Linked DNA regions of Mus musculus: region 2 is linked to region 1. Evidence: chromatin contacts called from public HiChIP or PLAC-seq data. All regions are on one chromosome and are shown on one strand. Each heading gives the region's core, a stretch centred on a gene start, on an enhancer-like site or on the middle of the called end of the contact. The rest is flanking DNA. Distances are from core to core; before and after follow the strand shown.

Evidence for each region. HiChIP or PLAC-seq counts read pairs in DNA pulled down with a chosen protein or histone mark.
Region 2: an H3K4me3 HiChIP or PLAC-seq map of embryonic basal ganglia shows a contact between it and region 1, with 2.2 times the contacts expected there. The contact joins the enhancer-like site here to the promoter of Slc38a10 in region 1. A contact is called at or near these places in 6 of 39 promoter capture datasets (cranial neural crest, embryonic stem cells, hippocampal neurons and 3 more), 5 of 484 Hi-C or Micro-C datasets (the C2C12 cell line, bone marrow-derived macrophages, embryonic fibroblasts and 1 more), 18 of 115 datasets of contacts at active chromatin or transcription factors (the HPC-7 cell line, the SCID.adh cell line, bone marrow-derived macrophages and 11 more) and 4 of 9 other capture datasets (adipose tissue, liver, macrophages and 1 more).

What each region holds. Positions count from the first base shown.
Region 1 is chr11:120,147,981-120,153,499 of GRCm38.p6, reverse strand. Slc38a10 (solute carrier family 38, member 10) reads left to right here and starts at 2,149. Exons shown (of 17, transcript NM_024249.5): 1 at 2,149-2,520. The coding sequence starts at 2,422. Gm11769 (a long non-coding RNA gene) reads right to left here and starts at 3,093. Exons shown (of 3, transcript XR_389232.4): 1 at 2,786-3,093; 2 at 2,102-2,662; 3 at 779-1,721.
Region 2 is chr11:120,277,756-120,283,274 of GRCm38.p6, reverse strand. Bahcc1 (BAH domain and coiled-coil containing 1) reads right to left here. Exons shown (of 28, transcript NM_001347621.2): 12 at 4,021-4,220; 13 at 3,769-3,905; 14 at 3,077-3,205; 15 at 1,042-1,156; 16 at 1-179. Among named protein-coding and RNA genes, the nearest start is that of Gm11772, 42 kb to the right of the region's middle. Within about 2 kb of position 2,769, at least 52 of the 459 cell types and tissues checked have an H3K27ac peak or open chromatin away from gene starts, as enhancers often do. A contact at or near this core is called in the HPC-7 cell line, the SCID.adh cell line, adipose tissue and 3 more, where this site is marked.

The DNA.
Region 1 (5,519 bases), core at 900-3,399:
CACATCATAGCCCTGAATCATTCGTTTCAGTGGAAAATAACTGGAAACAACTCAGGTGCCCTGAGCAGAAGAAAGGGTATGCGTGCATTATGGGATGTCAGTAGTAAGAATGAATGATTCATAGCACATATTCAAGATGATGGTGAATTTTTGTAAATAAGGTTGCGTGAGAAAGCTGGGACAGTTAAAGATGCAAAAACGCTCTCCCTATTCATGCACAACGAATTAGTAAGCCTAGAGCTTAGCTCACGAAACAGAATACAACAGGTAGTTAAATCAGATTGTCTCTACTGTATGGTGCCACTAGGAGAGAGTGGAGAGGGAGTGTCAGAGTGGCCTGCTTTGTGATTGTGATGGTGTCTAGACCTCCAGGCTCCTTCCCACCTGTTGCTCCACTTCTGCTCAGGTCCTGCCCTGTTCCCAAAGTGTAAGATGGCTTTCTATCACCATGTTTATGTCTATGTTCCCAATCCCATGATGAACTGAAAAGTTACCTGCTTCTTCTTCTTCTTCTTCTTTCTCTCTAAGTACACTGTAGCTGTCTTCAGACACACCAGAAGAGGGCATCCGATCTCATTACAGATGGTTGTGAGCCACCATGTGGTTGCTGGGAATTGAACTCAGGATCTCTGGAAGAGCAGTCAGTGTATCTCTCCAGCCCTGAGCAGCCCCTTCTTAGGGATGAACATCAGATACATGAATATGGAAACACAGAAACGGGTCAGATAGATTGTGGACAATGACTTCACTTACAAACGATGAATACAGACACTTAGTATTTTGGTTTTTTCTTTTTAAAGATTTATTTATTTAATGTATATGAGTACACAGTTGCTGTCTTCAGACACACCAGAAGAGGGCATTGGATCCCATTATGATGTGGTTGCTGGGAACTGAACTCAGGACTTCTGGAAGAGCAGTCAGTGCTCTTAACCACTGAGCCATCTCTCCAACCCTATTCTGGCTTTGTATTCAATTACTCCTTTTTTTTTTTTTTTGTTCGAGACAGGGTTTCTCCACGTAGCCATGGCTGTCCTGGAACTCACTTATGTAGACCAGGCTGTCCTCAAACTCAAGAGAGCTGCTTGTCTCTGCCTCCTGAACGCTGGGATTAATGGCTCATGCCACCAATTGCTCTTTCTAGCTTTTCCTTTCTCTCTCTCTCTCTCTCTCTCTCTCTCTCTCTCTCTCTCTCTCTCTCTCTCTCATCTCTAGAAGCTGCTCTGCCTGATGCTGGAAGAATTTGTCCCTTGTCTGAGATCTTGCATGGGCCTCAAATTGTTTTCTAGGAGAGCCTCTTTAGGCAGCTTGAAGTTCCTCCTTGCATGCACAGCTCTGGCCTCCTGGAATCATTGTGGGGTCTTTCTTGGACCTCAGGTCCCTAGGCCTTCATTCACCACAGACACCACCATAAAGAACACTGCCAGGTGCCAGTAATCCACTTAGGTGTTGGAGCGTTCTCTTTTCTCTAGTCTCTTTAATGTCCATTACTCCAGGAAGAATTCTCATTAGTCCTTCCAGTACAGAAGCCACCATCTCTTGAAATCCTAGATTTCCCTAGTCTCTCCTTTTTACCTTTCCTCTGGTTTTCTTTCATATTAGGGCAGTAGACCATTTTCACCCACTTAGCGTATCAAACAGACACATCTCCATGCTCCCTCCTCCAGGCTGTTGTGACTTTGCTGAGTCTCTGAACCTCCCGGTGTCCCGATGATTTTTATCTGTAAAACGTTAAGTGCTAATTTTGTCCCAATAAGTTGGCATTCAGTCTAGACAGGTCCTCCAATTGTGACCCAAAATCCTTCCTGTGCGCAAGGACCTGAAAATTAACCCTCAAGAGCCCACTCCTCACCTGAAAGGTAGTCCTTCTCTTTCTCTCCTGTTGTTCCACTAGAGGTTGTACCCAGCAAATGACTCTTCTACCAGCGGCCACAGTCACTAGTCTAAGCCTGGAACCCCTAACCCAGATTGTAGCCCCGCCCTGATTCAGACCCCGCCCCACGTCCCGCCGTCCCTCCCCCCACATACTTCTTATTGGCCAGAGTTACGCCTAGCTCCGCCTCTGGGCCCACCCAAACCACGCCTCCTCGGGCATACACACCTACTTCTAGTTGGCTGGCGTCCCGCCTCATCCCGCCCTTTGATACCGTCACTTCCTGGTAGAGTAGGCTCCGAAGGCGGAAGTTTGGGTGCCGGAGGCAGCGAAGCGGAGCTGAGGTGTTGCTAGCGTTGCCTGCGGCGCTTCCGGGTTCCCGCTTCACTCTGGGGAGGCGGAGGCGGGAACCTGGAACCATGGCTATGAGGCTGCTGCGGAGCCTGGCAGGGTCTGGAGGCTGACCTCGCGACGCCTGTCCGCGGCCCCCCCTGCTTCAGGTTTAGGGTTATCTAGGGTCGCTCTGTCCTGGTCCCTAGACCCTCAAAATGACGGCCGCCTCCACCTCCAAGTGGGGGCTGATCACGAACGTGGTGAACAGCATCGTGGGCGTCAGCGTGCTCACCATGCCTTTCTGCTTCAAGCAGGTGAGTCGAGGGCGCGGGGGCATCAGGTTGAAGTGCTCGTTTGGTGGGAAGGGGGTGTGAGCACCGCGGGTCGGGAAGAGACCCAAGCAACGTCCCCGAAGCGAGTCGCGGTCCGGATCTGCGCGCTCAGCGGTTGCTCACACTGTACGGAAAGGCACAGAGAAGGATACGTTAGCGGATTGATAGTGGTTTTGTTGGTCCTGTTTTTGACTCTGACCGACTGCATGGCACGGAAGCATGCCGGTCCTCGGCTTCGGCTACTCACCTTTACTCAAGGCGATTTAAAGCATTCGTTTGGTCTGATCTGTATCATGTGTCACCGCAGTTGGAAAAGCCGGCATACAAAAAAGTTTGGTGTTATTTCTGTGTTGAATGCCACATGAAAAGATGGTCATTTCTACGTGGCTTTGTTGTGTCTGCCAGTGAGTTGCGGAAGCAGATGGAAACGTCAAATTGGGTAATGACTCTCTTAACAAAGGGAGTGGCGGGGTTCCCCGTCGCTCATCCATGCCACGCGGGCTGCTGTCCTGTTCTATTGAAACAGTGGGTTATCAAGGCAGAGACCACTCCTCCTATCTGATGACTCCCAGGAGATGAGGTGGAAGATTAATCCGGGATAGACATTTGGAAGTGAAAATGGGTTGTTGATAATTTAATAGTAGACTAACAACTACTTCGTGTGTTTTGTCGTTCACATCCCAGGCTAAAAATAGAAAACAAGTTTTTTTAATCAATGAGTTTTTGATCCTCAACAACCTATCCTGATTGAGACTGTATCTAGGGTTCCCGGGTAGGGTATTTGATATGGTTAATAGATGTAGACAGGAGGACAGAGCTAGATCCTCTGGGGTGACATCTGTGTTGTGAACCCCAGTGTTGAGTTGTTGGGGGATGGTTTTGGGTGTCTTTGGAGTGCCTACGTGTCCCAGTGTCCATGGAAACTGTCTGTCAGCAGAATTGCATCCTGGGACTTGAGTGTTGGCTGGTTTCGAATCTCCAAGTGAACTCTGTCATCCTTGCTGCCTGTCTGTGAAGTGTGACTGACCCTTTACTGGGGTCTGTCATAGCTGACTGGGAAATTAGCTGTTTGGGCTCAGGTGGTTGAGCAGTCTCTTGTGGAGCCTGGCTGTGCACAGGTGCTAGGCCTCTACCAGAGCAAACGGAGATGATGAGCCCAGTGAAGATCTGCTTGGGGAGAGCTTGGAACCCAGTGCAAGAGAGACCAGAAACAGTCAAACTGTGCCTAAAACCTGTCAGTTCCTATCACTAGATTGTTATCTCCTCCGGAGCCTTGGGGCAAAGCCATGAGTCCAGCAGAGTGGGGAATGTCTTAGTGTTTAGGGGGAGCTAAAAAAAAAAACCAAAAAAAAAACAAACCTTTGGGTTTAGAGCTAGTTTGTTTAGTGATTCCGGCAATTAAAAAGGAGAAACATTTTATTGTATTTAGTGTGTGGAAAACTGCATATATTTTAAATGCACACTTGATGAATTTTCATGAGGTAAAGGAACATATGTACCTTACTGTACACTTGAGGAATTCCATAATGCTGGCACACTTACCAGTTAGTTGTTCCCACCCACCAGAAGACGACTACCTGTTGCTCGACTGTGCCAGAGGTTGGATGTGGCTTGGTTTGACTTGGAGGAGGTGGGGTCATGGTGTGTGGGAGTCAACTTGTGGTTGATAATGCTATGTTCTGGATAGACCTGTGTTTCTCTGGGGGCACACACAGATCCTGCCCTGGGTGTGTGTGTGTGTGTGTGTGTGTGTGTGTGTGTGTGTGTGTGCCTGCCAGCACAGGTGTTAGATGCACAAGTGCATCATGTCCTCTGCAGTGTTTGGCAGGACCATTCTGGTGAGAGTTTGTTAAGCTTTGTTTGTTTACTTATTTTGAGCAGTTTTAGCTTTAACTGAGTAGAAAGCACAGGCGGCCCCCATATCCCGCTTCTCAACTCCCCATTTCGGTAACACACTGTTCTGGTGTGGTAGAGCTAATATTTTGTTTTGTTTGTTTATTTATTTCAGTGCTGAAGTTCTAATTCCAGGCAAACATTCTACTGCTGAACCACATCCTCAAACTACTGTGTCTTTTTATTTTATTTTATTTTATTTTATTTTATTTTATTTTATTTTATTTTATTTATTTATTTATTTATTTAGAGACACTCTCACTATATAGCCTTGGCTGGCCTGGAACTCACTATGTAGACCAGACCAGGATGGTCTTGAGCCCACAGAGATGCACCTGCCTTTGTCTTCCTAGTTCTAGGATCAAAGCCTGAGTACTGTCTTGCCTGGTGCAAACCACTGATGCCTTAATTGTCATAGTAATTGAGGGACAGTTTATACATAACAAAACGTAGCTGTTTTCCGGGTGTGGTCCTTTGGGTTTTGATGTGTGTATACAGTCTATGGCTACTGTGGTCAGGACATGGAAGAACTTTGTTATCCCCAAAAGTCACCTCTGCCCCTCTGTGATCAACAGCTGTCCCTCCCTCAGTCCTCTGCCTTGTGGCCTGGCCCAGCTACAGTCTTTCTTAAGCATTCTGTGCCTGGCAGCACGCAGAAAGCTGTCTTCATGGCCCTCCTTCTCTGCTGCACGGGGCAGTTGTGACGTTGATCATTAATAAACTTCTTTGCATGAATGGACTAGACTTGATTTTCTAGTCACCTCTGAAGGCCACTGAACTTTTTTGTTTTTGTTGGGTTATGGCTAAACCCACGTGTAAACGGTTTGTCCGTAGGCATTTCATTCCTGAAGGAGAAAGGCCTAAGAGTGGTTGCAGGGTCTCATGGCCAACATCTGTTTAATTTGTAAGTAAGGCGCACACCATCCTTAGTCCTTCAAGGCTATGTTTACCACATAGGGCTGTTGAGGAGGTGGTTAAGACGCTGCGTGTGAGGTGCGTGTAGGGAGTGTGGGATGCTAGTTGATAGCCCAACAGACTTAGGACCTACAAGCCCTTTTAAAACAAGACTCGCGGATCCTGCTTCTATT
Region 2 (5,519 bases), core at 1,520-4,019, 130 kb before region 1:
TTGGCTCTAGATAGCTTCTTCTGGATGCGCCCACCTGGGGCAGCCTCTTTGCGCTGGAAGGCACCGAGGCCGGCAGGCAGCCCCTTGCTCTTGACCTTTGGCTTCAGCTGGGCCACCTTGTGGGCCACCGAGGATGGCAACTCGGCCTGGCCACAGCTCTTCTTGCACCGCACCTTCTCCTGCGAATGAGATGTGAACGTGCCATCCACAGGCACTGACTGCCCCTCCTTAGCCCAGGGCATGTGGGTTTCCTCTGTCATGGTGGGACCCAGAAAACAAGCACCTCTGAGGACTTGTCTTGAATAGGGCTCTGAGGACATCTGGCCCTGGCTGCCTACTGGAGCAAACACCCGCCCATCTACTTAGCGCTCCTCCACCCACTTCATATGGTGGGGGCCCAGGAGCCAGAGGTGCTGTATATCATGGGTATATGCTGTTTGCTTTTGTGAAATGGAAAGATTAAGAAGAAGAGTTCCCTAGGCACACTCCCCAGGCATAACCCACCTATGCCTACAGTGCAGAGATGGGAGGAGGCTGCACGGTCAAGGACAGCCTGACCTACAGAGCAAGTTCTAGAGAGTCAGGGAGCAATGGAGGCTGAAGCCACCACCACCACCACCACCAAACTATGTCAAAATCAAGCAGGCAAGAATAAAAACAGCCTTCTGACATGGAAGGGGACAGACGAGGTAACAATAGGTCTGGGACCTTGGAGAGGGAGCAAAGTGTAAGGACCCAGGATTCCACCGGGCACCGCAGACATGGTGGTCAGAGCCAGGCATTTTGGCTGTGGATTTCCCAACGTCAGTACACTAAGAGAACCAGCCACACTCGGAAATCTATATCTAGTGTGCCAGAGGCAACAGCCCCTGGTTACTATACCTGTCAATATATGACATTTCCTTTAACCAAGGTATCCAAAGCTCACCAAACCCTAGCTGGCTCACCTGAGCCTAACACCCGGTACCCGTTTCTAACATCTCACGTAGGGTGAGGGCGAGGGTGAGGGCGAGGGCAGAGGGCAGAGGCCTGGAGACGCACCGAGGAGACGGACTGCAGGCCAGTGTAAGGACTCTTTCCCAGTTTGCTTCGCTTCCTTGGGGGCTCATCACCTCGTAGCTCAGCACACAGCAGACTTAGGCTTGCACGAACAGCCCTAGGGGAAGGTAGTGGTTGGTACAGAGGCAGGGCCTGGGTATCAGGACCCCTCCTACAGTCACTATGGTGTGTCCTGAGGGGCAGACCTCGTGCAGGACACAGCCTCCTGTCTGGACTGTTAAGAGCAGGCCCTGGGGGTGTCGGACCAGTCCTGAGCCGTTCTACCAGCTCCTGGTGGTCCCTGGGGCCCTCAAATCTTGACTTCTCAAGCTTCACCCCATTCAAGGGTGAGCTGGGTCAGGGGCCAATATGGTCAGGAAGCTACTGAGGAAACAGCAAGAGCGATCCTGCTTGATTCCCCCACACCCCTCTGCTCTCGTGCCATGTGGGCAGACATGTCTCCCAGACACCCCAGTGTGTTCAATGTATGATTTCATTTCCTTCCTAGTATCCCCTCCCCGTGAGGAAATAACCACTGCCTGTTTGCCCACAGCTAACCAGGGGCTGGGGTTTGGCCCCCAACCCGTCAACCCTTTAGCCCTCCCAGAGACAGAAGGAAACTGGCTGCTCATGAAAATGAGTGGCAGACGGGGACCAGGGCCCTGACCTCATATGGCCAGACACTGCTCTCCACCTTCCCGTCCAACAAGGAGGCTGGACCTCTGAAGGCAGGGAAGGCCAGGCAGGAAGCCCCTGCAGCTCTAGGGGCCTCCTTGACCCCAGCTTCCTGCCACCTTCCCTGGCCCCACTTCCTGCATGGAGGAGGCCCAGCCTCCAGGCCCAAGGCCTGCTGCCCTCACAGGGTTCTGGAACACAGTTGGAGAGCCTGGACAGGAGCCGGAGCTGGGAGGAGGTCAGGAGACCTTCTCTTTGGAAAGAGAGGGTTGTGACTGTGGATCCTTCCCTACCCTAAGGCCTCTGGGTTCTTTGGGTCATAGGTGACTTGGCTACAGGGTTAAGCTTACTTGCTGGAATCTAGGATAAAGTCCAGCATGGGCAATGTGGCCAGAGCTGGCCAGAGGCAGAGAGCGAGGTCTGGGGAGTCTATCACTGCCACCAAGCAGGTTTTCCAATGTCCACTGGACCCCAACTTCCAATAGCCCTATCCTGCTTAGCAGCCCCAAGGCTTCAGATGGGTTCTCAGAGGGACCCCCTATGCTCCCTGCTGGGTGACACCTGGCTTGGGTAGGGTAACAGGACATCTTGGCGAGGCCCCCGGCCATATGGTGAATCTCCTCCGTTGCCTGTAGCCCACACAAACTCCCCCACCCCATAACCTTCTCTGCGTTTGCTAATGTTTTGTGACATAAAGCCCTGAGATTAATTTTTTGCCTCTGTCTTAATTGAAGGAACCGTTTAGTGCCGATTTAACTATTATTACCAAATCATCAGGATTGATGCTGTGCACACGCGTGCTCGCCAATCGTGTTTGGAGGAGCTCGGAGGATTTATGCAAATGGGCCTGCCGGGAGAGGCAATTTGTAGCCGAGAAGGACAATTATACCCGGCCCGGGAGTGCGCCAACGACTGCGCCGGGCGGGTAATGGATAATAACATCGCGCGGCAGCCGTGAGCAGCAGCGCAGCGTGACCAACGACTTTATACAGTGCAGATAAAGAGCCTTTTACGCAACGCTGCCCTGCATGCAAGGGGCCAGGGCTGGCCGGTGGGGTGATACCACAACCTTAGCCACTGCCAGGTTCCCAGAGTTGGTGCAGCCAAGCCTAGGCTGTGGTTACACCAGGAGGGGGCGCTGATACTGATAGCCAGACATGGAGAGAGGATGTCTGTGCCAGTCCCCAACAGGGAGGGCTCTCTATCTGCAGGACATGTGTCATGGCCTCAGGTTTTGGTAGGGAACACACTTGGCCTTCAGTTATTGTGTGCAGGGAGCCAGCAGTTCCTAAAGCCAGAGAGGGACTGTGGCCCCACCCCCACGGTGTCCAGACCTGTCCCACAGATCCCTCTCGATACTCACTTGGCTTTCTTGCTGTCACTTCTGGCAAGCTGGCCCCCGGGACGCAGGGCAGGCAGTGAGCTTGAGTGTTTGCGCTTTCTTGGCCTGCCAGGCCCCCGCCGTGCAGGGCTCCGTGAGCTCTCCTCTCTCCTAGGGGCCACAGAAAGGATGTTAAGAAACCTCAAAACACTTCACCCCTAGGCCTACTGGAGGGCATTGCCCTGCAGAGGAATGTTGGGGTCGGTCAGTAGTGCTCTCAGAGTGTAATGGCCATCAGGTTGAAGTCGGGCTCAACTACGTTCCTGCGGCCCAAGATCTAGAGCTAAGTGGATGACACTGTTTTCTGCTTTCCCCTGGGATTTAACTGCCTTGCTCACATTGGTCGGGAGGCCCACATTGTCCCTCATGCAACTGAGTAGGTTTCTTCTGCTCCTGCAGCAGGTCCCAGCTACCCCATGGGTCCCAAGTCCTCCTCAGTCACACTCATAGCTGCTTTAATCACCATTGCCCCTTGCCCTACCACCTTGTGCTGCCCTCTGCTGAGTGACCACATCTTCCCCCCACCCAGGCTTCACCCCTCTGTTTGGCTGCCTAGGTCTCATGAGCGCCATGCAGATCCCAGACTCCAGGCTGTTCCTGCACAGTCCCTGCCTACAAGGTGGCACAGGGCCCAGTAACTTCCCCGGAGTGCCTCCCCTTCCCAAGCGTCATACTCGTGGTCATGCCTGCGCTGCAGGCGAGCCAGCTCCCGTTGCTTCTCCTTGTAGCGCCTCTGCAGCTCTGCTAGCTGCATGCGCATCTCCACTTCCTGTGTGTCCAGCCGGTCGATGGCAGCCTTCAGGGGACATACCTGTGTGCAAGAGTTCAGGAACCTGAGTACTGTAAGCCCCAGCTTGGTGTGGTGGGACGCAGCCCGGACATGCAGAGTTCTCCTCTGTAAGTGGCTGGGCAGTGTTCTCACTTACAGGCTTTGTTTTAGGGGCCCAGGTGTCCTTGCGTTGCAGGATTTGCATTCTGGGGGTGAGCCTGGGGCCTCTGTCTGGGTCAGCAGCTGGGGCCTGCAGTGAAGTGACTGGGCTGTCCAGGTTAGCAGCCTCCACCAGGGACCAGGCTGTGGCCAGTGTGGCCAGGTGCTGCAGGTTGAAGGCCAGCACATCCTCATCTTCTGCTGGGGGGAGAGGTATGGGTCACTCGCTGCCCCCTCCCCAGCACAGACCCAGCCTCAGGCTGTGAGAACCAAGGGAGGAGTCAAGCCATAAGGAATGGCGGGCTCCACCATCTGAACCCGAGCAGCTTGGTCATCAGAGTAGTGACAGCAACGGACCACTGTAGCTGCAAAGGCTCCAAATCCAGGAAGGGCAACAAGGTCAGGATATCAGTGCATGGTGGGGTATCAATGCAGGGAAAACGAAGCCTCCATAGCTCCAGTGCTGCATTACCGAGGGGCAGGCAAGAGGGGCTGTGGGCCATCTACACCAGGGGACATAGGTGCCCCGGAGGACCTACCAAAAATGCATGGTCTGAATCTCCACAGGAGGAGAAAACATTGAAGTGCATTAGGTCCCTCAGAGTAATGGCAGTCACCTGGGTCAAGTATAGGAGGTAATGGGGATACCCAACATAGGGCAAAGCTGGAGGGCTCAGGAAACGTCCCTCACAGGTCGCTTCTGCAATGCTAGGAGGTGCCTGGAGGGGCAGCTGGCAAACGCTCAAACTTTTGGGCATAATTTTTTTTTCTCGCCAAGATCTCTACCTGGGAGACCTTCCAGCCTAGAGACAGGTTTAGGCCCCTAGCAATGAGAGCAGAAGTCTGCCTTTCTCCTTAGGAAGAAGGCAGACTTTGTATCACTAGGGGAGGCCCAAGGTAAACTTAGGTTACATGTGAGCCCTTCCTTTGCTGCTGGTACCCTTGAGGCCTGCACTTGGCACCTATGGCTCTGCCAGGCCTGGGCCGCCCAGGGTCTCCCTTTTATTCTGGTGCTAGCAGCTGGCTCCATACCTACGTTTCCCATTTGTCTCTTCTCAGATGGTTTGGTGGAAGAAGCTGATATGGCTGATTTCAGCCACAGTGGCTATACCTCGTAAGGCTACTGTTACAGCAGAGGCTTAGGATCAGCCACTGCGAGGCTGAGAAGGAGGCAGGGTATGGTGGTGGGCAAGGCATGGACTGTCAGCTACAACACCCACACCTGGTTATACAATGCCCTCCCCCACCCCAACACATACACTCTAACAAATGGGCTCTGGTCTTCCCAACATACCCAGGCAGTGCAGCATGTGCAGACACAATGCCCAGCATCTGACTGGTGGCCTGCGAGTTTCCCTCACGCTACTGTATAACCTTCATATGGCAGGCCCTTGCCGCTCAGCCTTGATCCTGGGATTCCACATTACTCAAGTGAGGCCCCAGCAGGGATCTAGCCAGGGTTCCTGGGTCTTTTCCCCTCTACAGAGCTGAGTGCGA